7 separate regions of the Mus musculus genome follow, and all the other regions are linked to region 4. The links are chromatin contacts, called in public Hi-C, promoter capture Hi-C and targeted proximity ligation maps. All regions are on one chromosome and are shown on one strand. The core of a region is the stretch at or near the end of the contact, and the rest is flanking DNA. Distances in the headings are between cores, read along the strand shown. Region 1 holds the start of Ptar1 (protein prenyltransferase alpha subunit repeat containing 1). Region 2 holds the start of Ostf1 (osteoclast stimulating factor 1). Region 3 holds the start of Carnmt1 (carnosine N-methyltransferase 1). Region 4 holds the start of Zfand5 (zinc finger, AN1-type domain 5). Region 5 holds the start of Apba1 (amyloid beta (A4) precursor protein binding, family A, member 1). Region 6 holds the start of D030056L22Rik (RIKEN cDNA D030056L22 gene). Region 7 holds the start of Rorb (RAR-related orphan receptor beta).

Evidence for each region. Promoter capture Hi-C pulls out the DNA fragments that hold promoters and counts their contacts. Hi-C and Micro-C count contacts between places; a contact is called where the count stands out from the background. Capture Hi-C pulls out chosen DNA fragments and counts their contacts.
Region 1: a contact with region 4 is called in a Hi-C map of CD8 T cells, with 6 times the contacts expected there. A contact is called at or near these places in 1 of 39 promoter capture datasets (pre-B cells), 1 of 484 Hi-C or Micro-C datasets (CD8 T cells) and 1 of 130 datasets of targeted methods (astrocytes).
Region 2: a Hi-C map of B cells shows a contact between it and region 4, with 7 read pairs. A contact is called at or near these places in 5 of 39 promoter capture datasets (the 3T3-L1 cell line, the C10 cell line, hippocampal neurons and 2 more), 1 of 484 Hi-C or Micro-C datasets (B cells) and 2 of 130 datasets of targeted methods (astrocytes and large pre-B cells).
Region 3: a targeted proximity ligation map of extraembryonic endoderm stem cells shows a contact between it and region 4, with 8 times the contacts expected there. A contact is called at or near these places in 4 of 39 promoter capture datasets (the 3T3-L1 cell line, the C10 cell line, cranial neural crest and 1 more) and 5 of 130 datasets of targeted methods (astrocytes, embryonic stem cells, extraembryonic endoderm stem cells and 1 more).
Region 5: a promoter capture Hi-C map of pre-B cells shows a contact between it and region 4, with 4 times the contacts expected there. A contact is called at or near these places in 2 of 39 promoter capture datasets (the C10 cell line and pre-B cells).
Region 6: a contact with region 4 is called in a promoter capture Hi-C map of liver, with 4 times the contacts expected there. A contact is called at or near these places in 5 of 39 promoter capture datasets (the C10 cell line, cranial neural crest, hematopoietic stem and progenitor cells and 2 more), 5 of 130 datasets of targeted methods (astrocytes, embryonic forebrain, embryonic stem cells and 2 more) and 1 of 9 other capture datasets (liver).
Region 7: a contact with region 4 is called in a promoter capture Hi-C map of hippocampal neurons, with 4 times the contacts expected there. A contact is called at or near these places in 1 of 39 promoter capture datasets (hippocampal neurons) and 2 of 130 datasets of targeted methods (astrocytes and stem cell-derived neural progenitor cells).

Annotation. Positions count from the first base shown.
Region 1 is chr19:23,685,428-23,689,052 of GRCm38.p6, reverse strand. Ptar1 (protein prenyltransferase alpha subunit repeat containing 1) reads right to left here and starts at 1,653. Exons shown (of 7, transcript NM_028208.1): 1 at 1,508-1,653. The coding sequence starts at 1,593.
Region 2 is chr19:18,630,028-18,633,343 of GRCm38.p6, reverse strand. Ostf1 (osteoclast stimulating factor 1) reads left to right here and starts at 1,531. Exons shown (of 10, transcript NM_017375.3): 1 at 1,531-1,724. The coding sequence starts at 1,691. It overlaps Nmrk1 (nicotinamide riboside kinase 1), which reads right to left and starts at 1,328. Exons shown (of 9, transcript NM_145497.2): 1 at 1,263-1,328.
Region 3 is chr19:18,669,359-18,672,748 of GRCm38.p6, reverse strand. It overlaps Carnmt1 (carnosine N-methyltransferase 1), which reads right to left and starts at 1,990. Exons shown (of 8, transcript NM_026120.5): 1 at 1,547-1,990. The coding sequence starts at 1,749.
Region 4 is chr19:21,270,826-21,274,347 of GRCm38.p6, reverse strand. Zfand5 (zinc finger, AN1-type domain 5) reads right to left here and starts at 2,070. Exons shown (of 6, transcript NM_009551.5): 1 at 1,606-2,070. It overlaps LOC115489044 (atherin-like), which reads right to left and starts at 2,890. Exons shown (of 2, transcript XM_030251153.1): 1 at 2,858-2,890; 2 at 1,606-2,573. The coding sequence starts at 2,890. The coding sequence ends at 1,881.
Region 5 is chr19:23,756,975-23,760,280 of GRCm38.p6, reverse strand. It overlaps Apba1 (amyloid beta (A4) precursor protein binding, family A, member 1), which reads right to left and starts at 1,405. Exons shown (of 13, transcript NM_177034.3): 1 at 1,190-1,405.
Region 6 is chr19:18,711,691-18,714,977 of GRCm38.p6, reverse strand. It overlaps D030056L22Rik (RIKEN cDNA D030056L22 gene), which reads right to left and starts at 1,743. Exons shown (of 2, transcript NM_001374130.1): 1 at 1,319-1,743. The coding sequence starts at 1,654.
Region 7 is chr19:19,109,729-19,113,321 of GRCm38.p6, reverse strand. It overlaps Rorb (RAR-related orphan receptor beta), which reads left to right and starts at 2,126. Exons shown (of 10, transcript NM_001043354.2): 1 at 2,126-2,770. The coding sequence starts at 2,764.

The DNA of each region.
Region 1 (3,625 bases), core at 404-2,903, 2.4 Mb before region 4:
AGACCTGATCCACATTCCACTGGGTCAACCTCCAGAACTAACTAATCATAATTTCGCCAAATATAGTATTTTTTGTCCACCTCAAAGATGAGAAACTGGAGTGATCACGATATTAAATGTCTAACCTTTGTTACAATGTTTTAGAAAATGACACCAGTGATTAAAAAATGAACCTTCTCACTTGCCCAGCTTCCCCCCCCCCCCCAAAGGATGTGTCTTTTACTTGCTCTGCAGCTGGAATTCTCAAAAAGGGCCTCAAAGACAGACACACAAGACATCAAAGCATTCCTTAAAAGGCCCAGCAGCCACTATGGCTACTGCCAGGAAATCACTCCAAACACTCATTGGGGAAAAAAGTCAGCAGTCAAAAGAGGAAAGGAGGACGACTTAGGGGCTGTCGGGGCTGGCAGGTATGTTTAGAGGCCAGTAGTCTTTTGTCTTGAAGGAAGTACAGTTTTAAGTCCTTAATTGAGAGAAGAAAGCAGGCCATCTGAGGACTTCTAAATTCTTTTCTGAGATCATCTTGGAGGAAAAGAACACTTGATTAAAGTGTTTGGCCTTTCATTTAGTGGAAAAGCTAAGGAGGCTAGAATGCGTAAAAATAATTCATGTGTTTTAGTAAAAAAAATTAAAATATTAAAAATAAATTGTATAACCAATGAGAAAATAATACAAAACCGGACTTCATGTTTGTTTCCCCAGGAATGGGCTACATTCTGGCTTCTTATTCTTTTGTATACTGATGTAGGTAACTCTTTAGTAGCTTCCTTTCCATTCGTTAAAGGGAGAGTATCAGGAAAAGAAAAATACAATCTTAAGAGTATCTTCCTAGAGAGTAACAAATAAAATGGAAAGGGAGGAGAAAGAGATAATATATGTATCAGTTCAGGAGTGAACTTTTAGAAGGCAACAATGCTAGGTAAGAATGCCTTAAGATGCTCGTCTGTAACTTCGGACGCGCTACTAATAAAAAAAAAGTATCCAGTTTGCAACAGCTTTATAAGATCCACTCAGGTCACCTTCAAAAATTGTTACATCCGACTCGCTTTGCAATTTTGTGACAAGCGAGTCGAAAAGTCAAAGGCAGCTTCCAATCACCTTTAGTTAACCCGAAAGGGGGCTGTAGGGAGTATGATGGGGTGGATAATCCTCTATAGCCACGCACTGGATGCAACCGAGAGTCGCCTCCAAGACACAGAGACCCACGGTAGTGGCCCGCGGGGCAAGCGCATCCCGGCGGAGGGCGGCGGGGAGAAGAGTTGCCACAACTCCCGGGACGCGTCGCGCAGGGCAGAAAACTCCACGCTCCGACGTGGCTCTCGGAGGTCGCTCCCCGGCACTGCCCCGCCACGCGTCTTGGTAACGGCCAGCCGGCTCGGCGCGACAGTCCCAGCCGCGCTCCGCCTGTCGGAAGCGCGCGTGGGCCCCGAGCGGCCCCGGCGAGTGGACTAGAGCGCGGCCCCGAGCCGCCCCCGACGACCCCGGCGGCGCAGGGCGCGCCACTCACATGTGCGGGTTCCTTCGGAAGGCGTTGGTGATGTCCTTCACCACCCTCTGCACCAGCACCGCCACCTCCTCGTTCGACTCGGCCATGTTGGCGGCCGCCGCGATCGGGCGCGCCTCCGGCAGAGCCCAGCCGCCGGCGGGAGTTCCGCGGGGGCGCGCGCGCGCGCTGGCTCAGGCGCGTTCTCGCCGAGGCCGCCGAGCACTTCCGGGTCAGGGAGGGCCGCAGCACCGCTGGGTTGGGCCGGCTCTTCGAGCTCGGTGGCTTTTGGTGGAGTTTTGGTTCACTAGGCGTGGAGGAAGGAGGCTTCCCCCGCACTTCTCCGAGCAGCCGTGTCCCAGAGTGGCCTTTACCCAGGGACCTCCGGATGGCTGCACCAGGCCCGCTTCACCGGCCCACCCGGGGAGGAGGCGGGTTGCTGACCTCCTTTTGCACGCCTGTGCTACTTTATGCATGAAGTGTAAAGTAGCGCGTTTAGTTAGATCTTGTAATGTAGTAAGCAAAGGAAAGAAAGTACAGGAGAAAGAACCCTTCAGATCTCGGGGATAAGGTTAAAAACAAAAGTAACCCACTGTACTTCTGTACTTTTAGCATTTTTGATACATTTCGTGATCACTACGTTAATTTGGAGTATAAAATAAAATAAAGGCTTTGACAATTGTTCCTGACCTCTCTTGCTCCACAAATTATAAGATTGCTCTGTTCCATTTGGATTTTAAAAGTGTTGTAATTAAAATTTTTATTTTTATATATCAGGTTTATTTGTCCCTTCTAAGTACAAAGTTCTGACTGCCTCTAACTGGTGATGGTGTCTCCTCCTCCTCCTCCTCCTCCTCCTCCTCCTCCTCTCCCTCCTCCTCCTCCTCCTCCTCCCCGTCCTCCTCCTCCTCTTCCTCCTTCTCTGATGCTTGAAGTCTGTATCTTTTTAATTTTTGGTTTTTGGCCCTGGCAAGGTAGTGCGTGGCTGTGATCTTGGGAGGTAAAAACAGGAGGTGACATTCAAGGTTATCTTTGGCTGGGCTATTTGAAACTTGGATCTCTGAAAAGCAAACTGTGGTTGGTCCTGATCCTGGTGAAGAAACAAGAGACAGTCTACAAACTTGTGGAAAGCAAAACAGACCTGATTAAGACCCTAAAAGACTCTGACAAGCTCTGGGAGAAGCAGTGAGACAAATGGGGTGTGTTGCATCCCTAGACCAAGAGCAAGTTCAAGAGTCCTGTCGAAGAGTGATACCAGGGGCTGGAGAGATGGCTTAGCAATGAAGTACACTTGTTTTTAGCAACCACAACCACCTGTAACCCCAGCTCCAGATGATCCAACATCCTCTTCTGGCTTCTGTGGGAACATACACGCACACACATCTTTTACATTTTTTTAAAAAGTAATATGCTACTGGAGGTTCCTCGGAAAATTGGAAATAGGTCTACCTAAAGACCCAGCTATACCACTCTTGGGCATATACCCAAAAGATGCCCCACCATGCCACAGGGGCACATGCTCCACTATGTTCATAGCAGCCTTATTTGTGAGAGCCAGAAGCTGGAAACAACCCAGATGTCCCACAATGGAAGAATGGATACAGAAAATGTTCATTTACACAATGGAGTACAACTCAACTATTAAGAACAAGGACATTATGAGGTTTGCAGGCAAATGGATGGAACTACAAAATATCATTCTGAGTGAGGTAACTCAGGCCCAGAAGGATATGCATGGTATATACTCACTAATAAGTGGTTATTAGCCAAAAAACATATAGAATACCCAGAATACAATCTACAGAACTCAAGAAGGTTAACAAGCCAAAGGGCCCAAGTGAGGATGCCATAATCCCACTTGGGAGGGAGAAGAAAGCAATCATGGGGACTTGGGGGTAAGTGGCAGAGGGAGGGAGGAACCTGGGTGGGATAAGGGACAGGGAGGGAAAAGGGGGACATGATCAGGTATTGGAGGTGGGGACAGGACTGAAGCCCTGAGGCCCAGCCAAAAGAATGGAAACAGACAACCTTGGGAAATAAGAGGTGGGGGGACCCTCTAGAATGTGCCAGAGACCTGGGAGGTGAGAGACTCTCAGGACTAAAGGGAGGGACCTTAGATGAAATGCCCTACACTGGGGAGAG
Region 2 (3,316 bases), core at 282-2,781, 2.6 Mb after region 4:
TCCCAGTGAAATGTTAAATCTTCTTCATAGTTGGCTTATGTTTATATTCAATCTATTCCACTCTGAACAGAGACTTCTAAAGCACAGAATGATTCCCAGGAGGATGGGAAGAGTCAGCAGGCGGCAAGAACTCCACCATCAATCAAATCTGAGAAACACAAGAGCAAACACACATGCTCTTCAGATGACTTCAAGGCCCAGGTTTCAGGACTTCCGTGAGGTTCAGGCTACAGTTATCTGGATACGCTCCCATGAATAGGACTAATTTCAACTTTGAACCCTTTTGGTAAGCAGAAATCCCCCACAGGTAGAGTTCCTGGTAAGCAAGGCCTGGGGGCATAGCCATGACCAAGCTCCTGCTAACCTTTGCCCCTTGAAGTTTCAGTCACTTTTTTCCCCGTAAATTAACCTTCAATAGACATGTTGAAGGTCCATTTTGTGGAGGTTCTTTTTTAAAAAGTTGCTTTCTTACATTTGTATCTAGGTTGCGGTGCATGTGTGTGGGCAGGTGCATGCCATGGTTCACCACAGAACACATGCTCAGGTCATAGGTCTCCTGGGAGTTCTCTTTCCAAAGTGTGGGTGCTAGAGGCTGAACTCTGCTCATCAGGTTTGGCAGCAGGGGCAGCTGGACCATTGTGCTGACCCTGTAGTTTCTTACATAACCAGTATTTTCATTTTTATTACCCCTAATATACAATAGGCATATAATATTGACTGTGACATTGTGAGTTTACTTATGTGTGAACATAAACTCTCGTGTTGGGCAACTTGTATAAAGTACCAGCCAGTAGTATAGTTTTGACTTCGCGGGTAACTATTCAACTCTGAAATTGTAATAAGAAAGCCAATGCATAAGCAAACGAGCATGCTGTGTTCTAATAAAATTTTATGGTCACGGAAATCTAAGTTTCCCCTAACTTTCGTGTGCCACAAAATACTATGCTTTTGTCTCAGCTATTTAAAAAACGCCAAAAGCACTGTTAGAAGTCTTTATAAAAGCCAGGCAGCAAGTGGGTTGGAGTTTGTTAACCAGATGCTGTAGAAAAAGCTGTCCTGTCCCGTGGGGGATCAAGACCCGATTCTCCAGCTAGCAAATGTGGGGTCTCCTACAGCTAGCAGTGTCTAGTTGCTTTTTAGGAGCATCTAAGTCCCACCGCGGTTTCCCTAGACACGATCAGGTTCCTGGTACATACAGCGAAGGAGACTCTTGAAGATTCCCAGGCCTCGCCGTGTGTACGCAGCAGGCAGTGGGTACTCACCGAAGCGGGTTCGAATCCTTCCCAGCAGGGTCGCAGAGCAAGCTTCAAGAGCGTTTCATGCCTACCACTGCCCGGTGCTCACCTAGGCAGCGAAGTCCACTGCGCTTTCATAGCCTCCCCTACGCAGGGCCTGAGGGCGTGGCTACTGTAAAGCTCCTCCCCCAAGAGAAAGGCGGGGCTCCGGCGTGCCGGAGCAGGCTGGACCTCTGAGGTTCGGCCGGGCTCCCCGCCGCAGCCAATCAGCAGCCGGCGAGGCGCGGCCACTTCCTGGTGGGAAGGCCGGGCTGTCTGCGGAGCTCGCTGGTCCGAGTGTCCCGCATCGGGTTGCGCGCGGATCCGGAGCGGCCGCGGCCAGCGCAGGCTTGGCGCCCAGTTCTCGTGTGCGTGTGGGGCTCCCGCGGCTGAGCCTGGTCGCTCCGTGTAGCGCCATGTCCAAGCCACCTCCCAAACCGGTCAAACCAGGTAAGAGTGGTGTGCGCTGCGCGTGCGGGTCTCCAGGCTGCGGGACCCGGTGCTCGAGTTCCCGAGGAGCGTCCTCGGACTCTGTCCACACGGCTCGCCAGGACGTTCTAGCGGTGTGGTGGCAGCACCTCGGTCGCGGCCACTTCCTCATATTTCGCCCTGTCGCTGTCAAGTTGGAGTTCTTGACCGGCAGGCGAACGGGAAGTGCGCTGCGGCTGGGTGGGGTTTGCGCCCGGGCTGGAGCGGGCCAGGGACCCGAGGTCTCCCGGGAGCTTTGGAGAGCTGCTCGGGCGCTGCCAGCGGGACAGCCGGGCTGCAACCCTCTCGGCTCCTAGCTTTAGGCAGTGTCGCTCTGTCATGCATCCTAGTGTTTTTGCTTAGGGTGACTCTCGCGAACTAAACTGGAGAGAGTACGAAGTTCCTCAAAGCAGTTTTCTTGACCGCCCTTCCTGGTTCACTTTTAAAAACGTTGTTCTTAGAGTGTTTTCTGTGATATGGAGAAACGAGACTAAATAAACTCGTGGGAATTTTCATTTGGATAGGGAATTGACAGGGATCGTAAAAAAATGGGAGATGAATGTTTGATGAATTCCCAGACCCCTTTTCCTAATCTCCTGCAGCTTTGGTATTACAAAGGCTGAAAGCCATTTACATCAACTTTTATAGCTGCTTATGCTGCTGCTTCAGTGATTTTTTTTTTTTTTTTTTTTTGCCCTTGAGGTTGTTTTATTGGTTTTGCTTTGCTTGTTTGTTTGTTTTACTAAAGTGACAGTCACTTCAACTTCAATAATTATCCAGTTTCCTTCTTTTGTGGCAGCATCAAGCCCCTGACTTTGAAAATAATGCACACATATTTGTGAAACAGGCATTCGCTGTCGACGTAAATTCTGTAGGGCCGGAATATGAAGGAAGTGGCTCAGACTGGCTTTGGCCTGAGCAGAGGCTGGGCGGGTGCTGGTTGAGGCTGCCCTCGACGTGAAATCTGAGAAGTTTGCAATTTGCAATTTAGATGCGGATGTATGAGGTGGCAGTTTTGTAAACTCTGCTGTAAGTCAGTAAGTACCTCGAGGGTCCAACTAAGCTGAGTTCTTTGATGGCTGAACAAAGCTCTTGATTTTGAAGAATGTGCCGAGAATCGGTTCGTGAAGTTTTTCATTCCCCCAGACACAGTAAAAGTGAAGTCAGTGTTGAGTCTGTGAGTGTTGGCAGGAGCCTGCCCCTGTGTACGTGATTGTGAACTTGTGTGTTCATGCACCCTTGGGTGTGGTTTAGGACCCAGCCTGTTACTAAGTCGAGGTTTGCTCTGGGAACCAGTTTTGTTGTTTACATCTCTGCCTTTTCCTCTCCAGCAAACCAGAAAACACATGGCTAAACATTTTTACTATTTAGAGAGAACTTTGACTTCACTTTGGATTTATAAGTGAGGCCCAAACATAGAGTTGCCATGAAAGTCGGTTTATTTACCTAGTAATGGATAATGAGAAATATTAGTGTCAGTAGGACTTAAGCTTTGTGCTTGCTTACTTGAAAACAGAAAGTTTTATTTTCATACTGTCCCACATGTACTGTGTGCTAGGCGCTTGTCTAGTCAC
Region 3 (3,390 bases), core at 741-3,240, 2.6 Mb after region 4:
CTGGCAGGCTTTCATGTGATGAAAGGACTTCTGTCCACACACTCCAATATGACACACTAGCAACAGGTGGAGCACTTTAAACATGCTAGTGAGGCTGTGCAATTCAATTCTAACTTTCGTTTAATTTATGTTTAAACGTGACTAGTGTCTGCAGTAGAGACACTTCAAAGCCAGACTATCAAAAATGCTGGAAAGCAACATAATGCTTGCCATATAGGCTACACTACTTTTTCCAGAGATTTGGCGTGTTTCTCAGAGACATTATATAAGTAAAGAAAAATTTTGGTGAAAAGTCCCCCAATCTCATATTCAATGGGTAGAGAGAGACGAAAGCACAGGGAACCATGTCACAATTAGAAAATGCACACAGCAAGCAGCCTTTTCTATACTGCAGTACTCAAGACCAGGTCAAACGGCCTCTACCCTAGACCAATGGCCCATCCAATAACTAATAATAGAATCTCAGGCTCCAAATATATTAAAACTGAATATAATTACATATGTTTAACCGAGCCTACTACTATATGCCAAGGTGTTTCCCAGAATCTATGTTTTGCAACAGTAAAATGTGGCACTATCAGAAAATACCCTCTACTTCTGAGTTCAATTAGGAAATTATTTCATCGAAGTCTTTGACTCAAGAACTGCCTGTGAGCCTAGAACTTGAGAGCTTGAGGCCTTGGGTTCCACACACCTGCCATACCTGACACTCTGTAACCATCAGATCCTAAATAACTGTTCAATTCAAAACAGTAACAAAGTAATAGAACCACCGCGCAAGACTGATTAGGGCTGTTGGGGGAGTGTCCTCTTTTGCCACTATGTTTTATTTTTAAAATAGAGCTTCAACAGCATTGCCAAACACAGTGCCATAAAAGTAAGGTTCGTCCTTGCCCTCGATGGGAGTCAGACCTGGGCAAAGAGTTACATATATAAACAACTGTAATACAAATAGCAACAGAGTACCACCTAGGTTGGTTTGATCCGCACACGAGGTCACGCTCATCTCTCTGGTTCTAACCACAGGTTCAGAACACAGTGGACTGTGTCGCTTACGGATATAAATGTACTAACTCTCCTTGCCCAAAACCCCGGGTGCACGAAGACGCGAACAGATCTGTACTTGGGCATTCTCATTGGGCTATCTGAACACCTATCCAGACCATATGTAGAAGTTAGGAAGCTGCGATACGAATGGAGAGCCTACAGAAGAGTCCCACAACCATGCCTAGCCCACGAGAGGAATTCCGTACTTACTCGCAGACCACAAGAACATAAAGCCGGCTCCGGTGCCCGCTCTCTTTTTTCCTTACCAAGATGCACATTTTGCAACTCCGGGATCTCTTCCTCCCTCCACCATCCGGTCAGAGCCACTCGGCAGCACCGTTCAGTTCTCTACAAAAAGTGCACACTCGCTCCGGCGGCTCCGGGTGAGGTGGGAGGCAGCCCCACGGGACCGCCCGCGCGCAGGTGACCGCGGGCTCCGCGAACCAGCCACGAGGCGGGCCCCGAGACTGCGGCGTGCGGGCGGGCGGGCGCGCCTTACCCGTAGTAGCGGAACGCGTTGATGACCTTCCAGAAGTGCTCGCGCTCCAGCCGCTCCTCGTCCTCGGCGGTGCCGCGCGCCGGGGGCCCCGCAGGCGCGGCCGAGCCCAAACGCCCGGCGGAGAACTGCACCTCCACGTCCTCGCTTCGCCCGCCGTCCTGGGCCGGTTGAGACGCGGGCGGAGCGCGCTGTCGTCGCTGCATCGCCGCCGCGGCCCACGGCGTGACCCGCCTGCGCTTCCCGGCTCCCGAGTGCGTGGTGGCGAACGGCCGGGCCTCCTCTAGACGGCGCCGGCCGCGGCCGAGGCCCCCGCTCGCGGCACGCCCCGCCCCCGCCGCCCTCAGGCCTCCATTCGCGCTGCGCTCCGCCAGGGTTTCGGGACCCGCGCACGCGCCGACGACCAGGCTAAGGCCGCGGCCGCCCGCGTTCATTCGCTGCCGGGCTTCCGCTACGACGCGCTGACGTCCGAATACGCTTAGAGGGCGGGGTCTAGGGCCAGCTGGAGGAGGAGCTCCTTTGCTGGGGGCGGTGCTAGAGCAGCAGGCACCAATGAGAGCCAGTGGGCGGGGCCACGAATCTGGCCCGCTGGAGTGGGACGGGCTCTGAGGCTGGAAAGGAAGGGCAAGAGAAAGAAAAAGTGGGTTTTCAGGAATTGATTTTGAATGTTTTAACTTTAGAAACTCAAAAAGGCAAGGTCTTAAGTTAGCCCTTGAAACTCGTTTTCTAAGTGGATTCCCTTTAAGCACCCATGAAGGCACAATTAAGAGTGCTTCAGGGAAAAGTCCAAGTTGCAGAATCAGAAGACATTCCATTAGCTGGGAGATGAACCAGAGTCAGTGTTTCCAATCAAACCTTCAGAAAACTGAGAAGCAAGCCCTGAAGGTTTGTGAGCTGGTCGCTCGTCTTGTAAATTCACTCCACAATGACATCAGTGACCTCCTTGCTCAGGATGTCATGGCTATGGGAATAGTTACTGGCAGCATAGCATCTTCCTCGCCTGTGATGAGCTACTCGAGATAGAAATGTAGCAGAGCCCCAGATCTTAGAAGGCCCTGAGACCTTAGCTCACCTGAATCTATGATGAAGTGCCGTTAAGGCTGTAAAACTCAGCACACAGACAGCACCACTGCCAAAGTAAAACAAAGGCTGAATCCATCAAAGTCCATAGCTCCGGGGAAGTCTGTAAATGTACTTGCTTTTTAGCTCTTGGACGTCTGCTTCTGGCTACCTGTTCTTGCTAACTTTAGTGTGTCAACCCAAAACATAATTTTTGTGTATAAAGGTCATCCTGCAAGAGGCTCACTGCTACACTGGGATCCCGAACATCCGGTGTCGTCAATGGCCGGCTAATCGAGCTTTCCATTGGCTTAAACCCATGTCTGAACAGTCCTCTCTGGTGGACACCTCACAACAGAAGAACTGACAGTAGGCGTTAGTGTGATCTTCATCCGTGACTGAGTTCCAATTCTACAAACACTGCTCTGAGCCCTTGCCTCTTGCCAGTGCCTGTCTCCCCAAATAAGGTGAATAGGGTCTTCTCAACAATGGCCCTGTCACTTGGTATCTTGTCATAAAACTGGATACCATGTCCCAGGAAGTAGAGCCCTCAGCAGGGATTGCCCATCTGGACTCCAGTCTTGTCAAAGTGGATACATACAGATGCTCTCATAAACCTGAGACTGGTAGCACTCTGTGCCAACAGAGGAATTAGAGGATGGTGTTTCAGTCTCTCTCTCTCTCCCCCCCCTCCCCCGCCCTCTGTGTGTGTGGCGGGGGGGGGGGGGGGGGGGGGGAAGGTGTAGAATCTCACTATGTACTCCTGGCTGGCCTAAAACTCAAGAGAT
Region 4 (3,522 bases), core at 821-3,320:
CTGAGCTGGATGGAGGCTCTCACATAAAGCCTAGTCAACAGGGGCCTCTGAAATCAGCTTCTATTTATATCTCAGAGCCTGCCAACTCCTACACAACCCCAAGAACTAACGATGCAGCATTCACATATCTCACATAACAAAATGCAATTAATGCCTCCAAGTTTTTCTAATGCAGGATCAGAGAACAGCCTCACCTTCAATCCACAATACCCAAGCAGAATAAATCATAAAGTAAATTGTGAATATTAAAAGTGGGGCAAGGGGAGAGTAAGTAGGCACAATAAGTAGGAGAAAGAATGGAAGCACAAATACTCTTTACAGTTACTATAACTATAGGGTTTTTGTTAGTTTAGATATACTGTATTGTCCTTACATTGGGGCTGGGGCGGGGGTGGTGCAAAACAAGTTGTTAAAAACTTTGTCATCCATAAACCCTTTCCCGCATAGCTAGAATGCTCTGTTTTGTTTAAATTCACGCTTTTTCTTTCTTAGCTCATAGCTTAAAACAAACCTCACTGGACTAAAAATGATTTTCCAACTCAAAATCTGAAATGAATGAAGTTTTCTTTTAAAGTATGGAATAGCTGTTTCAGGTGCATACCATGGTTCAAAATGGCAATGGTTCAAAATGGCAAGATCACTCCCTAACCTCGAGGTCAGACCCGAACTCTAAACTCTAATGTGCTACTAAGCCTGACCTTGTGCAAGTCCTTAGTCTCCAGATTTCAGACACCTCTGCCAAACAGTCAAATAGTTTTTTTTTTCTAAGAGCTTCTTTCCATACTTAATACCGGTTCCAGCCACAAAACAATTTAGAACAACTAAAAGAAATCCCTTATTTTGGGGCGAGACACTTCAAAAACAAACTTGAAATGTAAAAGTGAAATATTTTCAGCAGTTGAATAATGAAATCTCACCTAAAAAAATCAAAATAAGATAAAATTAATTACTATCTTACTATTCCCTTGATTACTAAATACCGATTTTAAGAAAGGAGGCTCTGACCTATATATTATTTTCTTCTAATTATCTCAGGTAATATTCTTAGGCAGCTCCAATCGACAGTTAGCTTATAATACCTTCCCTCAGAATACAACTACACGGAGTGCACGGAAAGCAAGCAAAATGTCAACTTCACAAATGTTCACGTAGGAAAGAAACAAAGGGAGAGGCGCTCGACTTGCTTCCATGCAAAGGATTTTGAGGGAGAAGCTTAACCGCATTGGAAAAAACTAAAAACCCTCCGGGAGAAGAGCCGTCAGTCCCGGTTCCAGCGATTTCGACCGAGTTCGGGACCCAGAGGCCCCCCACCCCCCTCGCAGCGCAGGCCGCGCTCCGGGAAGCCCGGTAGGGCCTGCTCCAAAAACCACTGAGTCATGCACTCGACGGTCCCTCGCCGGAACAACTCGGCTGTGCAGGGAGCCAGGCGCGGCAGTAGCCGCCTCTGCCATTGTCTATCCTGTCGGTCGGTCGGCCGGCCGGCACCCGGCGCCGCGGCACGCCGGGCATTGTCCCGTCCAGCCCGCTGGCCCGGCCGGGCCCGTCTTTGTGCTCGCCGATCGGGCGTGCTCCCGCCCCCGCGCCGTCCCGGCTCGCGCCACTTACCCTGCGGGGGCCCGGATGCACTAGCGAGCTGGCGCGCGACGCCGGGCGGTGGGCCGGGCTGAGGCCTCCGGGAAGGGCTGGCTAGCGGCCGCCGCGGGCCGGAGCGGAGCGGAGCGCAGGCGGAGCTGCGCTGGCGCCGCGGAGGCCTCCTTTGTTCGTGCAGAAGCGCCGAGGCGGCCGAGCCCCGCCGCAGCTCGGGTGGGAGGGCGGCGGGGGAGGAGAAGAACCGCAGGCCGCGGGGCTAGCGCCGCTCCAGGCGCCCGGCCGCCGGCACCTCACGCCTCCACAGCGACGTCCCGGCCGAGTGAGGAGGCGCGCGGAGAGGCCTGAGCGCCGACGGGGCCCGAGGACTGCGCTCTTCGGGCTTCCGCGTTCGCCAGAGACTCTGCGCGACTCCGGGCAGCGAGCGGACGCCTGACCAGATGCACACCGCTCAGCGATCCCGACGACTGACGCTCTGGCTCTGACCGGCGCTCGGGATCTGAGGGAAAGGGCGGCGGGGGCGGGGCCTGTGCGTCAGCGAAAACCCGGTCGGCACGCCCGCGGCGCGATGACGTCGCGGGACGAGGCCCCGCCCCTGACCTGCAGGCACTAGCCGGGGGCGGGGCCGCACTTGGGGGCGGGGCGAGTCCGGAGGCTGCGGTCACCGTCGCCCAGTCACCCTCCGGCCCGCGGGGCCCTGGGTGGAGCTGCTGCGGCGGGTCCACGGAGGCAGCGCTTCTATTTTTAACCCTATTGTCCGCCCTCAGCCACCCACACCAGCCCAGTTTCTCACGCTTCGTCCCCAGCTCCGCCGGGGTCCCCTCCCCGCGGGACGGGAAGGCACGGCCCGGAGGAGGCTGGCAGGGTTCCGGGTGTCGCCGCAGCTCCGCCTGCCACCGCCCAAGGTCGCGGTGCGCTGCCAGCTCTGAGCTAGGACCGCCCACCAGCCCCAGCCCCGCGCCGCCGTTCTGAACTGTTAAGCCAGCCTATAGAAACCCCTGGAAATTTACTATTCCAGTGAAGCACGGAGAACCCTGACAAGCCTGATGAGATGGAGCAAGAGGGACAAACAAGCCGGACCCCAGGCAAGGGCAAGGTGCTGGGTACCTGCCCAGAGCACGAACAGAAGAAGCTTTCTGCTGGTCTCTCCGTGGGTTCTGGTCACAAAATGTCTCTGCCGAAATCCATAAGGGCTACTACCTTAGCTACAAATATGCACTTAGGGTCCTTCACTTCGGGTATTTAAGAACCGTAGGCCTTGAAGGGCTACCTTAACGGCATTTATGCACTTAGGGTCCTTCATTTCGGGTATTTAAAAACCCTAGGCCTATCTCTAAGGTACCCTAGGGTTGGCCTTGACTGGGACACACGAACCTCATTTCTAGATTTTGTATTTGTGATATTGTGGAAGTAGTGTGGGGGAGGGGTGCTGCCCTGATGCTCCAAATCTAACTGCTCCCTGCACAGCAAGTGGACTAACCGGTACATAATACATTTTAAAAACCTATTTCGGGGTTATATTGCTATGGTCAAGTAATGTATTTCAGACTTAGTTTGGGTCATTTGTCCTAGGATCTTTGGGATTTATTTCTGTAAACTAGTAAATAATAAAACTAACTGCTACCATTTACCAGCCATTTCAGTGTCATCTATTTTTCATTTAGGGTCTCCTTATTTATCACAGCAGTTTACTGAGAAAAATGCCCTCCCTGTCCATTTGTCAGGGTAAGGCAGTCATGATGAAGGATGCTCTTGCCTGAAGCGCTAGAGACTAATGGAAACCGTAATTATGAGGATAAAAATAACTTCAGAGATTTTTTTTAAATAGAGCATACCTTATTGTCTGTCTCTTTTTATTCTTCCATTTTAAAAAGAAGAGCTTTATAATTTATCTTGTCCAATTTAAACAACAAAGTCATTTTAAAATCAAGCTGT
Region 5 (3,306 bases), core at 156-2,655, 2.5 Mb before region 4:
TAAATGGACCTTCTAACCATTGTGAAAGCCGGGAGAGTGGCTGTCACTAGCATCCCATTTCCCACGGAAAAACACCCAAGAGAATGCATGTTGGGGCACTCTTTTTTTTTTCCTTGTTTTTTTTTTTTTTACTTCCCTTTCAATCTTGTTCTTGTATTTTTAAAGCCCCCACCTTCTTTACACACCTCAAGAGTTTATTCTAAAAGAATCATTGCAAAGACTATCCAATCTTCAGCTAGAAGGTTTTCAGTACTTATATATGGAAGGGAGTCTGGTGATAAAAGTTGTGGGAACGGGAGAGGAAGATGACCATTAAACACCCTCTTCTTGGGGTTAGACAAGAGATAAACAATAGAAATTGCAGAGTCAGGCAGTCAATGAGAGGCTGTGAAGTGCCAAAGAAAGCGCCCTTCAGAGCCAGGGACACCAGCTGTCTCAAAAGGTGTAACCATTATCCTGGTTTGCTGCCATGTGCCTCAAAGCAACCGCTCACTTCCACATCCCCGTGTTAGGACGTTAGGGAAAGGGGAAGCGAGAATCCGTACACCCAGCCACCCAAGAACAGTAGCAGAACAGAAACTGTTCTTAGACTTGCAGGGTCAAAATAACCAATACTGTCCCACAGTGTTAGCTGGCGGCATCAAGTCAGGAAAAGCAGATCGCTGGATGTGGGGCGCAGTTTTGAGAGCGTGGATCCAATTGCACGCTAAACACTCACTCTTACACGGGATTTTACAAACCCGGCCTTACCCTACTGCCTCCCCTCCACACTTCACACACCAAGTGCATCCTGCCCACCTCACGGTTTCCATCATCAGTCAGCCAGAGAGGAGGGATCCTAGCGGGGATTCCTGGAAATGTCATCTCCCCCTACACTTCGGATCTGCCACCTCCATCCCCTCTGCTATCACACACACACACACACACACACACACACACACACTCCTTCCGTGACTGTCATCAGGCCCGCTCTTCCCAAAGCCGGGTATCTCAGCGCGCACCGGACGCCTGGCATCTCTCTAGTACACACCCTTCCCCCGCCTCGCTAGCTCCAAGCACTGCCTCCCTGGATGTCGCCTGCCGTCCCTGTTCATCCGCACTATTGTTCCACGCTTCACCCCTAGCTCCCGGGATCATCCCTCCAAAAGGACCCGAGCTCCGTCCGGGGCGTCGGGCGCCCGGCACTCACCCAGCCCGCCCTGGCGGTGGTACCTTGCCTGACAGCTGGGTCCGCGGGCCCGCGGGAGCAGGCGGCGCTAGTGACAGCGACCGTGCCAAGCCTGGGAATAAAGCTGCTCTCCAGCTGCTCCCGCCTCCAGCGCCACCATCTTCCCCCGCCGCCACCGGGACCGCAGCCGCCCGCGCCCCGCTCCTCCGGCTCTAGCTCGGCAGCCGCTCGGGCCCCTCCGGCCGCGGCCCCACCCCCTGCTCGCCGCCCGCTCGCCCTCGTGACGCGCGCCGGGGCCGGGCGGCTGCGACTGACGGCGGGGGGAGCGCGCGCACGCCGCGTGCAGCAGCGCCCCTGCCTCCCACGCCCACCCGCGTGCGCGCGCGCGGCGCGGGCCCGACGCGACAGTCCAGCTCGGGCGCGCGTGAGCGTGCGAGGGGTCCACAGCCGTCGCCGTAGCTGTGCGCGAGTCCCTCCCTCTCGTGGCCGAGAGCCTGGAATGGACTACGTGGCTGCCTCCCGCGGGGACACAGGGGGACCTCCACGGTCCTCTGTCCCAGGTCCCTAACGCTCATCCCCGGCCCCGTCTCTGCGAATGGGCTCTGGTCACGCTTAGGACACACTGCCGCGTGGACGGCTGCCCGTGTCCTCTTGCTTAGTGACACGCAGTTTTCCCGCTTCCCGGGCCTGAAAGCCAAGAAAAAGCTTGGAGCTTGCAATGCGGCGCTGCGCTCCTCGAGTGGCCGCGAGGGGGCGCCCGCGTGAGCTTGAGAGGAACAAGCTGGGCGTCTGTCTGGCCGCCCACTGGGGGCGCTGCCCAACCCGCCCCACCCAGAAAGCGTCTGGAAGGCGGGGTCGGGAAATGGTCCACTTGGTTTCTCGATGCCCGTTGCTAGGAGCTTAAAAGAGTCTTCCAGACGTGCAGAGGCAATTCGCCTGGTATATGATTAGGTTCTCTGGAGGGTGGGGACCCTGAGCACTAGGGACCAGGTAGCAGGTGTTGTGACTTAATGAAAAGGTGGACTGGCCCCTGGGCGGCGGCGGGGTGGGAGTGGAGGGGCGAGGGCGGGGCTGGGTTCAGGCGCCTGGGTTCAGGCGCCAGCTCCATCTGTAATAGGCGATTCCATAGCTACATCCTCCCCCCTCTTTGGGACAGAGTTCTCAATTTAAAAATTAAGGGTCATATTCCCCCGAAACCTTATAATTTTCAAGTCCGTCTTAGTATGCATATTCTCATCTAGTGAAATGAAGACAAGCCTTCCTTATCTGACCTAGGGAGAGATAAATCTATCATTATACAGTATTTCCATATTAAGCACAGTATCTCCAGAAATATCTACGGGTGTAGCCCGAGGCATCCTAGAATTCTTGTTTAGCCTTAAAATTCACATGAATTTCTGCATTCTACTTCGTAATTAGTTTCTTGGCTTTGACAAAGAAAAGTATAGCTTCTCCTGTCCCCCCAGTATCTTTTCATAAAACTTAAACATATACTAGAAATAAGGGCCATTGTTGTTTTTCTTGTGACAGTCATTCCCTATTCATCTTGTCAGTAAAACTACCCTCTCTGGTGAAAGCCAGATAGGGTCCTCGTCCCTCCAGAATTCATAGCACCCTGGGAAAACTACACATCAGAGAACAACTGTGAACTTTCCAACTGCCAAGGTGCAGGGGTATCTGATGTTCCCTGGACTGCCTGAGGAAAAAGCCTTTCCAGGAGACCAGTTAGAGGAAGGAAAGGTATCAGAGCCCCCTAGGCAGGACTGAAGCCCAGATGCCTTAAGCAGGCAGGCAGCAGCCATAACGTTGACTTCTTCAGGCACACACACACACACACACACACTGGAGAGTGATGAGAGTTGAGATTGATCCAGCAAGACCAGGGTGGGGTTCACAATGCTGTTCCTGAAGCGCTCCCAAGGCAGCTCCCCGGGAGGTGGGGGTGGGGCTCTCAGAGTCCAGGGCAGGACTAATTTACTCTGTGTGTCTGGTGAGCGAGCGAGCTTGTAGGTTCGGTGTGTCTTCTGGCTCTCAGCTCTGTTAGTCTTTGCTTTTGCTTTCCTGTGCTCCCCTTTGGGGGGCGATGGATGTCAGAGTAGGCTTCTGCAGTCGTTTCTGTTTCCTTCCTGGAGATGGAC
Region 6 (3,287 bases), core at 494-2,993, 2.6 Mb after region 4:
CTGGATGATTAGCTCTTAAAACAAACCTTTGTCTTTGGAAGCTAGAAAAGATGGAGAATTCCTATCTTCTCAAGGTTCTTCAGAAGATAAGGAACTCAAGGAGCAGAGCTGACAGAACACTCCTGGGCCTCACGGTCTTCTGCTGGCTGCTACTAACAAGGGAAGACCAACAGGTCTAGCCAACTGTGTCTAAGCAAGGACTGGATGGTGTGGTGTCTGCTTACTGAACGCTCGCTCCCCTTGGCCAGTCAGTCTCTCTCATCACCTGTGCACATAAAGCTAGGGTGCCTGCAGTTACATCCAATACTTCTGCTTAAGAAACCAGTAACTTTCACCTAAAAACAGTGAGTGTAGTATTGAAAGATAATCTCCCTGAACGCCTTTAATCTCAGCACTCGAAAGGCAAGAGGAAATGTGGATCTCTGGGTTCGAGGCCAGCCTGGTCCAGGACAGCCAGGGCTACACGAAGAGAAAATTTCCGTTATCTTATCAACTTTGTTATAAAATAACTAGAAAAGGACACTGAGCAGACGCATGCCAAGGTGGCTGAGTTTGGCGAGCTCTAAGAATCACCCTTGCTTCTTCACCTCATGCTCCACCAACTTATGCAAGAACTGCTTTAAAGAAGGCTCTTGAGTCCCTAAGTCGGGCCAATGCTGTGCGATACATATATAGTATGGGTTATAACTCACTCGAAGGCCGGGCAGTGGTGGCCCACGCCTTTAATCCCAGCACTTGGGAGGCAGTGGCAGGCGGATTTCTGAGTTCAAGGCCAGCCTGGTCTACAGAGTGAGTTCCAGGACAGCCAGGGCTACACATAGATAAACCCTGTCTGAAAAAGCAAAACACTCACTTTAAGTTTTCTAGTCACGTGTCTAAAAATAAAATTAACAAACAGTACACCCAATATGCGGCAAGTTGCTTCGTGTGTAACACAGTTCAGAACCCGACCCTTTATCTTAAAACATATTTGGCGCTCCTACTCTTCTTACACTTAAAACACATAAGTTTGGTCAAGTTATATTTCTAGTGTATTCTGTCTGATCACATGGCTAGCGGCTACCAAAACAAAGCAGCGGAGAGGACAGTGAGTCCAACAATCCATTCTCACAGCACTGAACATTAGGAGTTAACAGGTCCTCTGATGAATGCTACTGGAAAGCATGCTAGAAGTTCTACAGCATTCCCCATCAAATTAAACGCCTCTCTCCCGTTGGTCACTGAGCTGACCCTCTAGGGTCCAGCCCGTCTGGCCCACTCGATGGCCCGACTTCCGCGGCCTGGCACCGAGCTCCGGGCTAGTGAGTAGCGGACCTACCTGGCTGTGCACCCCGTCGGCTACCTGCGGGCTGCCCGCGCTTTCTACTCTGTCGCCGCCGCCCGCGGCCCGGGGTTCCTCCTGCTCGCCAGGAGGTGGCTCTCCGGGCTCCCGGCTACAGCCCTGCAGCTCCTGTCTGTCGTCCCCGCCGCCGCGTCGCTTGCGGGGCGCAGACGCAGGCTCCGCCATGATCCCCGCGTCCCCCTGGCGCTTGAGGGGCCGAGCCGTCCCAGACGGCGGGACCCAGAGCGGCGGCTCCTCGGGGAAGTCGCTGAGCAGGAGCCGCTTCCAAGGCACGCGGAACGTGAGCGGCTCAGCCGCACGCCGCTTGGCCATGGGCCAGGGACGAGGGTCGCGCGGGCGGCGGGCGGAGGGCGAAGGGCAGCGCAGAGCTCGGCTGTCCCGAGGGCGGACGAGACGTTGTGGGGGAGCCACCGCGCAGCGCCGGAGTTTCGAACCTGCGCCGTGATGCGCGCGCACCTGCGCCCATCCAGCACAGCCGCTGGTTGGTGGAGGCTCGCGGTTCGCGTTCCCGAGCGCCCTTGCGGCCGGAAGTGCGCCCTCTGAGGGGGCGGGGCATGGGGATGTGGATGGAAGGAGGCCGCTACCCCCTGGCGGCCTTCTTTTGACTTGCACGGTTGTTCGCATTCCCCTGTGTGTGCGCCTCTCGGTCCCCAAGCGAGGACTCGGGCAGGAGCGGCCGAAAGACTCCGCGGCCTCAGAGGTCCCAGCGGCAAGTGCGCTGGGGCCCTTTCCTCTGTGCTGCGATCCTGGGGCGGCGGAAGTGTCTGCTTAGCCCGCAGCGGCCTGCAGGTTCCAGGACCTCTCCAGTGGGTGGTGTCTTGGCAGAAAAATGTAAACCGTGGCAGAAATAAGTCCGTACTTTTTTTTTTTTTTTTTTTTTTGGTAAAAAGCAAAAAGTAACTAAAGGATAGGGTGCTTGCCTACCATGCCCAAGGCCTTAGATTCTATCCCCAGTGCTGCAAGGATAAGGAGAAAACGCAGTAACCAAACAAAACTAAGGAAAAAACAAAACAAACAAAAAGAAACCAAGCCCATCAACGCTCCGGAGAAACATTCTTTCTAGGGCATGGTAGAGCTGTTTTAGCTGATAGGTACTGTGTATGGGTGTATTTATGAATATGCGCCATGTGCATGCTTAAATATCTCTAGATGTAGTTGTAAGCCATCTACACAGAGAAACTTCCTTCCAGCACTGGGGATTGAACCTACGGCCTTGGGCATGGGAGGCAAGATCTCTATCCTTGAGTTACTTTTTGCTTTTACCGAAAGACTAAAATACTGGCTCAAACAAACCCATCACGGTTTGCATTGGTGGGAGGACAGCAAATAACCAACAAGCACAAACAGCGTTATCGGTAGTGTACAGAAAGTTCTGTTTGATCGCTCCATTTCCTGTTTGCACTTGGTAATTCTTCCACCTGGAACAAATGATAAATTCGCCATTGCCATTTTCACACTAGTGACACAGATGATTTGTTGTGCGGAGACCATGTTCCAACACAATAGAATACAACATGGGCAGGTGTGTTCCTTCTGTTCTCCAGAATCTTGCTGCCCTCCCCCCACCCCGCCCCTCATTCCTTGTGATACTTAGCATTATGTACACAAGGTAGTATAAAGCATATGCATAGCTAAAATGACCGTAACACGCAAGTGTCCCTGCCTGGCTTCAGAAGGGAAAGAGCATCTGTGTGCCTCTTCACTGTCCCGTTTCTCTTTCCTGTCCCCAAGTAGTCTTGTTTCGGACCATGAATTACTACTTCTTTGTAATTTCCCCCTCAGTCCACTCACTTATCTGTATTTCTAAGATGCTTTTTTGGATTTGCTAATATTTTAAGATATACTAAGATCTAGCTGACATACAATACGCTGCTTATTTTTAGACGTGGCATTTTGCCATACATACACATGCGCCTGCGAAGACATGAGAGTGCATCGCCTTAAA
Region 7 (3,593 bases), core at 877-3,376, 2.2 Mb after region 4:
AAATGCTTGGAGAAAAAAAATCAAGAAATATATTTTACACAGAAAGTGTGTAGTATTGTATTAATGAAACAAAAACCACATAAAAATGTGTACTGGCAAGTTCATTCCATACATGTGTTTACTGTCTTTTCGAAGGCTAAAGATAGTTTATCAATTAAAATGTACTTTAAGGATTCAGTAGTTTATTAGAAACTTAAGAATACATACAGGAGTTAAAATTTTTGGAGTTTTGAAATTCCTTTTAACAAGAAATAGAAAAAGGAAATAATAACAATAGCAATTACAATGTTTACAAAGGGTTTTACATTTCCAATATTCCTATGACTCTGCTTGAAGCTCATAAAATTAAAATGATATAGTCACAATTTGTTTCTTGACTATTTTATATGCAGTAATTTTTAATGAAGCAACTAAATTAGGCATAACTTACTGCAGCTTTAATGTAGTTATGATGAATATATTTTACTTGATTAAAAATGATAAAAACCAGGGAGCCTTAAATATTATCTTAAAAGATTAACTACTGTGTCAATTAAAAATCTAGGAGAAAGGTATTTATGAGGAATAGCTTTCCTGAATAGTAACTTCCTTTGTTCATTTCATTTAATTAATGACTCAATCGACTTTTACTTTCTCCACAACATGTTCCTAAATTACACGCAAATGGAACTGCCCACAGCCGAACTGTTTTGGTTAAACACTGACAGAAGATTCGGGAATTAATACAATTCTTATTGGTGAGACAACTAGTTGATGGTGTTCAGTGTACAGAGGACTGAAGGACTCCAAATTCTACAACATATTACATATTATTACATATTACCCAAAGCAGCATGAATAAATACTGGCAAAAAAAAAAAAAAGTCGAGTTATTTGGGTATGGAGAATGTTGGGGAGGCTCACTTTTAGAATGACTGTGACACGGAGTCCTGTCTCTGTGCTTTCAAAATGATCAAGCAAACTTTTGCACTTCCTGTCTCATGATGCTCAATTCACCAAAGTTTCCAAGCAGTACCTAACTACACGGAAGGAAATCGATGCCATGCTTCTATAGTGTGTGTTTGTTTCATCTACAAAGAATGAAACCATGCCAAAAAAAGAACAAGTTTGGATACCTGTGCTTCATTTTGTTTTGTTTTCTCTTTCAGAATACAGGTAAATTGTCAATAGATGACAAATTTCTTGTAAAGAATGCAGTCTCATGACCTTCGTTTTAGTACCAAACTCTCCTAAGCAGGTGTCTCTGGGGAGCTACTAGCCAAGAGTCTTGCTCTTTAAACCTTCACCAACTGAACAGAACCACACAGTCTTGCCTTCTAGTCTAGGCTCTCTGCCAAGTGTCCCGTCACTAAAGTGACAAATAAAAAGGCAAATGAGCCTGTCCTTAAGTCCTGCAACCAGGGTCAAAGGGTTTCCAAATGCTAAAGAAACCCTTGTCCTTGGCAAAGGAACCTGGGACTACTGAGAAAGGAAGAAGAGAGAAAGGGAAGGGAGAGAGAGGAGGGGAGGAAGGGAGGACCTGAGGCTCAGCATTAGTTAGTTAAAGTTAGAGTGAGGGGTGGGGAGCATTTGAACAGTCTTTAAAAGAAGCTGCACAGAACTAGAGGGGTGTGGTTTTGTAGTCTACCGCTACAGCAGAAGCGTCTGACAAGGTAAACACTCTGCCAGAGGAGCCTGCATTATGGAACAGGGACGCTTCAAAGCGCTGTCGTAGTGTACAAAACTCTTTTGGGACTCTTGCAGTAAGAGGGAATGAGAGTGCAGCCCAGCGGTTCGCCTAGACTCTTCCCTCCAAAGACCTGACTGACCAGTGTCCCTTTCTAATTACTGGAGTCAGAAGTGAACGTCACTCTCACATCTGCCTCACTCTCCAGGGCGCGCTAAGCTTGGCCCAGATCAGACCTCAGATAGGACCTTCTCTAATTCCCAGTCTGGGTCCGCACATCCTGGGACGCCAGAGTCCCTAGCCCCGCCCCCTGTCCCCAAGAGCGTCCCCTCCCCCGCCTCCCCAGACTCTCCACGCGCTGCGGGACGCTGATTGGCCATGGTGCTGACAGGAGGCGGGGCCAGGAAGTCCGGCCAAACCCGCCCTCGCGTATAAGCCTCTTCTGCGCTCGCTCTCTCCACCTCTCTCCTCTTTCTCTCTCGCTCCCTTCGTCTCTGCAACTGAACAGTGAAAATTCACATTGTGGATCCGCTAACAGGCACAGATGTCATGTGAAAACGCACATGCTCTGCAATCCATGCCGCCTTTCTTTCTTTTCTGTTTCCTTTTTTTCCCCCTTGATAATTCTCCCTCTTCTTTGTAACTAACAAAACCACCACCAACTCCTCCTCCTGCCGCTGCCCTCCTCCTCCTCCTCAGTCTAAGTGATCACAAAAGAAATCTCCGAGCCCCGAGGCGGTGGCATTTTTTTTTTTTAAAGCAAGCACATTGGAGAGAAAGAAAAAAAGAAACAAACAAACAAACAAAAGCAAAACAAAACCCAGGCACCAGCAGCTAGGACATTTTTTTTCCACTCTGCCTGAAAACAAACAAACAGCCATCAGAAACAGTCATCAGCAACAGCATCAAAACTGTTAGCTTAGCGGCGGCGGCCACCGTCACCCTGTGGCCACGACATCTGCCTAAAGGGATGCTTCTCTCAGCGGAGCAGCTCTTCGCCGACCGCCTTCTTCCCTCGTGCTGAGCGGAATTTTTGGGTTCTCTGGGGTTCGGGCTGGGAGCTTCATGACTACGCGGAGCAGGACAGCGGCCACATCATGCGAGGTAAGCGAGCCCGCGGGCGGGCGCCCAGAGCAGGACAACTCTAGCTAGACCGGGAGCTTTGGGGGAGGGGAGAGCTCTCGGCCCAAGGGAAGAGAGATTGGCTACTCGAGGCTCCCCGAGTTCGGTTCGCAGGTGGGACTGCAAATGGCCTGGGCTTGGAAAGTTGTGGGAAGGTGTGGAAGGCTCGGGGATTTTGGCAGGACGCTGAAGGGCGCATTTTTTGGAGACCAGGACAGTGCTAATCGCGCCTCCCAGTTCTGGATTTGAATCTTTTCTGCGCGTCGCTCTCCGGTGCGCCACAGGACACGGGATAGAGAGCAGGAAGTCGGGTGACTTTGGGTAGAAGAGGCTGGCAGCTCGCATCCCGCCGTGGTCGCTAGCCATAGGTGAACTCCCTGGCATAAGTGGGGATCACACTGGCCCAGGCTGCCAGATGCAGGAGCAGTCTATAAGCGCGTCTCTTTCTAGAAATAGTAAACACGGTATGCTCCCGAGAACCGGGAAGCAGATGCTTACGTCTGGACCTTCCTTGGGTCCCCTCTTCCCCGTTCTGCTTCACTCTGGATAGGCCGACCCCCCTCTCGCCCTAACACTCCCCCCCCCAAAAAAAAAGTTGGTAGGAGAAAGTTCTGGAGAGTGAAGGCCATACTACTCACATCGGAGAAAACAGGGTCTCAAGCTCTTTTGTGGGATAAAGGACCAAAATAGAAGCTAATACTAAGTGCACCTTCTGGATAGAACCACCACTGTCAATGTTGGTGCTATCTCAGGGACAAGTGGCCCTCAGGGAAGACAGAGCTCAGTCTCCTGCTCTGACTCCAAA